2 separate regions of the Hordeum vulgare genome follow, and region 2 is linked to region 1. The links are chromatin contacts, called in public Hi-C maps. All regions are on one chromosome and are shown on one strand. Each heading gives the region's core, a stretch centred on a gene start, on an enhancer-like site or on the middle of the called end of the contact. The rest is flanking DNA. Distances are from core to core; before and after follow the strand shown. Region 1 has its middle 200 kb from the start of LOC123404397. Region 2 has its middle 75 kb from the start of LOC123405944.

Region 1 (4,013 bases), core at 11-2,510:
CTTTAAACTACGGGTCTAGTTGCAATGATAATTTACCATAAGCAGAGTTCTCATATCATAACAGTTATCAAGCTAGTTTGCAGATGGCACCATTTGAGTTTGTGTATGGCAGTACTGCAGAACACCATTGATGTGGGATGACGTTGGAGAGCCCCAGTTCTTTGAACCACACTTGATTAGAGATGCTGAGGAGAAAGTCAGGTTGGTTCATGACAGGCTAAAGATAGCACAGTACAGACATTAGAGTTATGCGGATGCAAAGCGTAAGGAGGTGACATATGAGGTAGGAGACCGTGCGTATCTTAGAGTTTCACCCCTTCGTGTAATTAAGAGGTTTGGAATCAAAGGTAAGTTAGCACCACACTTTGTGGGGCCTTACATGATCTTGGAGCATAGAGGAGAGGTAGCTTGTCAGCTGGAGTTTCCAGAAGCTTTGTCAGGAGTTCATAATGTGTTTCATGTATCCCAGCTGAAGAAGTGTCATGCAGAGATGGCACACGTTCCTTTGAGAGATACAGTACCACTTGAGGCAATTTAGTTGGAGACTGACTTGACATATGAGGCGAAGCCTGTTAAGATTCTGGAAACAGCAGAGAGAGTTATTCGCACCAAAACACTCAGTTTATGCAAGGTTCAGTGGGATCATCATACACAAGAATAGCCTACTTGGGAACAAGATGAGGATCTCAAGCAGGATCACCCCACACCTATTTGCTAGCCAACCCGAATCTCGAGGGCAAGATTCATCTTAAGGGGGTATGTTTGTAGCATCCCAATTTTCTTAAATCAGGATGTTAATAGATCATTCATATGCATCTCATATTTTTCTATGCATTATTGTTCTTTTAAGAATTTTACTCATTATGCGACTCATGGAAATTTATTTGAGTGGAGATAACATGACTTCTCCTCAGTCAAATAAAAAGTTCATAATGTCTAGAATATTATTTGGAGTCACCTGATATAGTTTTGCAAATTTTATAAACTTTAATTTATTTTTAGTTGAGTTTTTCAATGCTCGTGGTGTGGCCTATTGCATAAAATTTATTTTTAAATTCGCATTATGTTTGGAACTAGTGTTCGTGTAGAATATATTAGTTGCATATATATTTTACTAGGTGTTATATTTTTTTAGAATATTTCTGGTATTTTTTAGCCAGAAATATACAGGCATGTATTTTTCTGTAGTAGTTTAAAAAAATGGATACTCTCCCGTACTGCGCAGACGGGCTGCACAGTGGCCCAGGAGGGGACTCGGCCGCGACTAGCAAGTGCGGGCCCAGCGCAGCTGGGGCCGACCGAGCGGCCCAGCGCACCGAGCGCCCCAGACCCTGGCGTTTTGTTTTTTTCCTCTCTTCATTTTTCTGTATCGCTGACGAGCCGACCCCACATGTCATCTTCCCCGTTGTGCTGTGTTCTTCGTGGAGATCGTTCCCGATCCGGACTCGATTGATTTGATCAATCTATTTCCCCATCGACTGCAGAATCACCCTATAAGAAATCCCCATGTCCTAGTTCACCGATTTTTGGCACAAAAAATAAATCAAAGTCTCCCTTACCATGGAGCTTCCGTTGGAACTCGCCGGAGCTGTCACAGAGGATCCGCCGCCGGCCGCACAGGATCCACCACCGCCGCCCGGAGAGCCGCTGGAGGAGCCCCGCCGCCTAACCCTTTCCGTCTCCGGAGAACCACTGAAGAAGCCCATGTCTGAGACAGTCGCCATCGTCCCTTCCCTGTTGCTCGTGGTGAGCACATGAGCAGGATCCAATTCGGCCAATCCCAGCGCGACACTTGCCGCTACAGGCTCCGGTTTTGATGTGTTTATTTTTAGGCAGATTCTCGCTCAAATTTTAAAACATGTTTAACTATTAGCTGGTTTGCCCGATTTAGGAATTATTTTTCCTATGAACTCAGAATAACAAGTACAATATGATAGGACCAATAGTTTTCACGTTAGCGATGTTTAAAATTTAAGTTGGACCAGATTTAGTTTAAACCTACCTGAGACCATAACTTCCAAATCATTCGTCCAAATTAGTTGTTTCTTTTTGTATAGTGATTGTATCAGCATGTAGAAGTTTCGTACCTGCTATGCTACTTTTGTTGTTATTTTAAAAATTGGTTTCTCATTGTTGGTTTTATTTGGTGTTATGTGAATGTGGTGATTGATTTGTTGTGATTGTTTGAAACGTGTAGATTGCGTGGAGTGCGATGCAAACTATTGTGAGTAGTGTAACTTTTTAAACCAGAATCAAGGCAAGTTACATGTTGAGCATCATTCACACAATATTTTCTATGCATGTAGTATTATATCACCCTACAAAATTTATGCATGTATAGGAATATAATTATTGTGCTATGCTATTGAGTTATCCCCTCGGCAAAGAAGACCGTGGTATTTGTAGTTTTGCTATGCTTTGTAGACGGAGTTGGTTCCTGTATTCATTGAGATTATGTGAGGATTATTACAAAATAAATTGAGTGGTAATTAAGGATATAATTCACCTCTGTGCGGATGTGGTATTGTTGGGTGGCTTCAAGAACATCATGGTTTCGACCCTCTGAATGTAAGTGGAATGCCGCCCAGGTTCAAAAAGATCAGACAGACTTAGTGACTAGTAGCTTCCGTGCGTGATCTCTAGCTATATAGGCTCTGGCTTAGTTGAGTAGGTTGTGAAAACCTCGTCTGGGCAAAGCTAGCAGATGTAGATATGTGTAGGTGTACCGGCTGCCGTTGGGTGGAGGTGACTGCTTCTGAAAGACTTCGTCTCAATTTTAGGGTTGGGTCTAGTCGGTAAAGTGTGCAAACCTCTGTAGAGTATAAAAACTAATCTTGATTAGCCGTGTCCACGGTTATGGACAGTTTTAAGCTGCTACGCCATTACAGTTGTTGGATGATCTTGGCACTTAATAAAATTTGGTGGAAAACTTAATAACGGTAATAGGTTGGAGTTTGAGGTGCCAATTCAACCATATGTGAGTTCATTGTAGCAAACAAATCAAAACTTGACTATTAGGTAGTTATGAGGATAAAATTAGCTTTTCTGCAAAATAACCATCAAGCCTTCCTTTGTTATTCTATGCATGTACATGTAGGTTTGCTTTATTATTCTTCCAGTGTAACTTGCCAATACATTTAATGCATTCACCTATATGGTTGCAACGTATTATGTTGCAGGATATTCAGACGAGGAGTAAGGTACCCTTAGGGTCTCGAGTCTTCACTCAGCATCGACAGTGGGCTATGATGGGACTCATCGTTATTATTCTATTACTTTTTCGCAGTTTGATAGAATGAAGCTAGCTAAGTGCTATGCAGATTGTTATACTTTATAAATTCTGGATCATACGTTGTAATAAATGATGCACTTCACCGATGGTAGTTATCTCCACTTGCGTTTTGTATGTTATATGTACTATTTGTCAAATGAGAGAGTATGTATGCGTAGTATGTAATATATATTAATGTTTAAGTAGTATATATACTATTTTTGGTAGTATATATCATATTTTGTGTAAGCTCTTTTTTACATACAAATATATACGTTTTCATAAATATAATAAGAACTATGGGTCAACTTCTAATTTTTTTCATTTAAGTCACTTAAAAAAATCTTATGTATAGTAATGAACATAGTTAAAATGATAAATTAGTATATATACTCCCGCATGGTAGTACATGGAACATGTTGGTTAACTACCCCAAAGTGGTAGGATGTATTTTTCATATATATATAGGGGGATCGACTATTCATTACCCTCGATGAAGAAATAACGTATTTTCATATCAATGCATCGTAGTTTTAGGTTTTAATTTTTTTTCTTATTTCCTATGTAAAAAGAGTCTGTAAGAAAATGTATAGTCACCATAAAAAATATTTTATTTCACGTAAAATTAAAAACCTAAAAACAGTGTAAAATATGCATGAAATTCGATTTTTCTGGTCTTATGACCTATATTTTTAATTTTTTAAATCAAAATTTCCGTAATGGATCAATACTGATGTAATTA
Region 2 (4,056 bases), core at 1,435-3,934, 670 kb before region 1:
TGTGCAGAAATACTTGCATTATTGTAAAAGCTTTCACCCTAAACTTTTGCTTTGTTTATTGTATTCAGAAATGAATTCTCAAGGCAACGTCATTTCCATATAATTTTGTGCAAGTTATGTAAGTTGATTCATGAATGGTAGGACCAAGGAAGCATAGATGAAATATTTTGCAGTTCAGAACAGAGTTAACAATGAAGTAATAGACTTGAATGTGTACAGATGTGCAGGGAAGATTTACTATAAATTAATGAGGTTTTATTATCCTGCATAATTCCTGCCTCATATCAATGAAAGCTTTATTAGTGTGCATAATTCCTGCCATAATGTAAATGAAAAAAAACTCTTCTATGGATCTACTCATAGCATTGCTCAACTTCATGAAATGTACATTCGTTGTCTCAAAGTGGGATACTGGAATTTATCCATTCATCTTTAGCTTATCTTTACATGAAAACATCGGCCCACCGGGACAAAGATTGCGGGTCGACAAGAACTTCTACCACAATATGACTATAAGGACCAGAAAACTTCCTACAATCTCAAGCACAAGCTGCTCAGTCAAGAGAGGGATTTTAAATTGTGGCCTTCTACTCAGAGTCTTGATCAGGATCCTAGCTGCCAATCTGATTCCTCATTGGCAGCAACCCAGCAAGATTATTTCATGATGGGGGAGGACTACTGCCACTGGGATTGTACAACGAGATTGGGCTTTTTTTAAGCTTGCTTCTGGATATTTTGACAAAAAAATGTCAGCCATTCTTTGTCATTTCTGCTAATTAAGTAGACTGCTTGGTTGATTTGTCTTACTGAGCAATGAGCCATGACTCAAGAAATATCCATTATTTATAGTAAATGGGCTATGCCATCTTTATATGATTATATGAAAGAAATATTGTTTAATCGGTGTCAACAATCTTGTTTATTCAGTGAAAATAATCTTTACTTGATCACATTATCTCCTTTCATAAACGGAAAGTGTGGTGCTGCGGAAATTGTAAGATCTGGTTCAAACACCCGACGAGTGATTAAAGTCCATGTTGACTGCACTTTGCATAATCTAATTATTGTTAGATCAATCTCAGCAGTCGACATGTTAATGTTCAACCCATAACAACACACGGGCACATTTACTAGTCTATATAAAAATACATAATGTGTGTGGAAAAAGTTGATCCTGCATTTAGAAAATGTTCGTAAAGCATTTGAAAAAAATTAAACAAGTATTTCAAAAATGATATCAAGCGTTAGAAATATGTTAAATATGCATATAAAAATGCTGATCATATATTTAAAAAATATTATTCTTGTATTTAGAAAATGTTAATCAAGCATTTAAAAATGTTAAGATGTGTATAGTAAAAATATTGACCATGTATTAAAAATATATATTAATTTTGCATTTAAAAAGAATAATCAAGCATTTAAAAAATGTTAACAATGTGTATAGAAAAATGGGTGAACATGTTTTATAAATGTGAAACTTGTGCTTTAAGAAATGTTAAATATTTATTTGAAAAAGTTATTGATGTATTCAAAAAAATTTAGAATAAAATGAAAATAAAACAATAAACCATGAAAACTGAAAAATAAAAAAAGAAAGAGAAAATAAAACCAAACAAATAAATGCATAAAAAAGGAACAGAGTCAAAACCGACAATGGAAGTAGGAAAAACAGAAAACTGTTGAAAACCAAGAAAGAAAGACAAAACAAAAAAGAAAAGAAAAATACAATGAAAACTATGGAACAAATAAAAGAGAAACCAAATAAAAACGAAAATAAAAAAATGCCCAAAAAATGAAGACCGGAAAAATAATAAGAAAACCAAACAAATAAAAAAGGAACACATCAGCGAATGACTGACTAAGAAACAAGACGAGGACACGCTATTGGGTAGGCCCATACGTGCTCGCTTCCTCTCGGATGAGATCCCATTGGGAACAGGTTGCCGCCGTGGGAAAGAGAGGATAAGGATCGTCGAGGCTTATCTCACGAAGGAAATGACGGAGACGGAGGCGACTGATGCATCGAAGCGGGCGCTCGTAGAGGGGGAAGTCATCCACACCTGCATTTTGAAAAAAACGACAACAACGAAACATGCGCGCCCTCTCCTGTGAGCAGAATCAGGCGGTCCGTGAAATGGGCGGGCTGCCACCGACGGAGGAGAAGGAGGTGAGCGGCGGCGAGGATAGCTTCAGCAACGAGAAGATCCGCCCTGATCCGTACTACGTCTACGACCGGTACTTTCACAAGAAGGACGACAAGGACGTCAGGAAGGACAAAGGCAGACGTGTATGATCTCCGTCATAGCCAAACATGCCAAATTTTGATAATTCGATGGCATATTAGTAGTGATGGAGTAGCCACACGATGTATACAATGCATCAACGTAGTAGTTGCATGCTTGGATGGATTTAAAATATGAAATTTAAGATGGCCGAATATAGAATGCATTATTTAAGACGTAATCGATCAGTGTGCATAAACAATGCGTTCACGGGTATTTGATGGGTTGAATTTAAGGGGTTCGGTTGTAGATGCTGTTAGCCGAATAAAAGATCCCATAAACAACACCATCGAGCTTTATCTTTTTTTTTTAGCAAACATCGAGCTTTATATATACAAGAGTGAGTTGCATGGCCGAAACTAGACGGGCCTACCACCACGACATTGACTTTTTGACTGGGTCCAATCCACAGGGTGACGAGCTCTGTCGTCTACAATGAAAGAGACAGAGGGCAAATAAACCTTTTGTATAATCCATTTTTTGTTCTTCTGCTTTCGCGTATAAACACATACCTCCCAAATGGGCAAAGTAATCAAACCGTACGGTATAACCGCAAGCGATGATCAACTGTTCAGTGTATCTTTAAGTGCACCAATTGCTTTTGGTAGAGATCCCATGTTCACATGGATCTGACTCTGGGTCTGGGGAACCGCTGCGGGGTGTTCGACCGGACCTGGTAAACATAACCGCGGATCGCCCCTATGTTGCTATACCAAGTCTACCGTTATATGGTACGATTAGAAGTGAAGTGTTCTTGTTTTCTCTGTCAACATGTGTCAATTCTCGGATGTTTCAGAAATAAAAGAGTCTTGAAGAAGTATTAGAGTATACTAGCAAAAGAGCCCGTGCGTTATAACGGAGCAAACCGTACAAACATGCTATAACCTAATAATCATGATTTAAGATTTTTATTTAAACTTACTGCATAAATAAAATTTAAAAATTGTTAAATAAGTAAAATAACATCATATTTAGATTGTATGCATCACTATATATTCAAATTACATTATAAATAGAAATTTAAAATTAAATAGGTAAGAAACATTATATTTCGATTCAACACATTTTTTGAATGAAAGTGCATATGTAATAATTTAAAATTAGAGTTACAGTTTAAAAGATATAATTTTTTAAAGTATTTGTTAATTATAATTGAACCGCGGATTAATTAACAACATGGACCGGCCTCGTTATGAAAAAATGGATTATACGCTACTGATTAAAATTACAGCATAAATATATTTTTAAAATTGTTAAATAGATAAAATAACATTATATTAGTTGTGCGCATCACTATTGAATTAAAATTATATTATAAACATAATTTTAAAAAATTAAATAGATAAACTAACATTATATTCAGATTCTACATATTTTTCTAATAAAATTTCATATATAATAATGTAAAATTGGAGTTATCGTTTAAAAGATATGATTTTTAAAGTATTTTGCACTTATAATGAAACTACAGATTAATTAATTGAAAACTGTAGGGGTGTTTTCGAAAACATACGGAAAACGATTGTTTTTTTTACTCAAGTATGTACTGCGGGTTTATTTTGTGAAAACTGAAGGAGCTTTTTACAAAAACTCCAAAAAACGTTTCGTTCTCTCAGCTAATTATGTACTGCGGGTTGATTTCGGGAACTCACAGGGGGTTATTTGTAAACAATACAAAAACGATTGGTTATTCACTTAAATCGGGACTGCGGGCTGATTTCGGAAAACTTTAGGGGGGTTTGTGCAAAACAACCACGACGGTCGACAGAAG

What was found. A called contact is a pair of places that touch in the nucleus more often than the background predicts.
Region 2: a contact with region 1 is called in a Hi-C map of leaf, with 5 times the contacts expected there. The contact joins two enhancer-like sites. A contact is called at or near these places in 4 of 6 Hi-C or Micro-C datasets (leaf and seedling) and 1 of 1 datasets of contacts at active chromatin or transcription factors (embryo).

The regions. Positions count from the first base shown.
Region 1 is chr6H:203,246,183-203,250,195 of MorexV3_pseudomolecules_assembly, reverse strand. No RefSeq gene overlaps it. Among protein-coding and RNA genes, the nearest start is that of LOC123404397, 200 kb to the left of the region's middle. Within about 2 kb of position 1,260, at least 3 of the 3 cell types and tissues checked have open chromatin away from gene starts, as enhancers often do. A contact at or near this core is called in leaf, where this site is marked.
Region 2 is chr6H:203,919,074-203,923,129 of MorexV3_pseudomolecules_assembly, reverse strand. No RefSeq gene overlaps it. Among protein-coding and RNA genes, the nearest start is that of LOC123405944, 75 kb to the right of the region's middle. Within about 2 kb of position 2,684, at least 1 of the 3 cell types and tissues checked has open chromatin away from gene starts, as enhancers often do. A contact at or near this core is called in leaf, where this site is marked.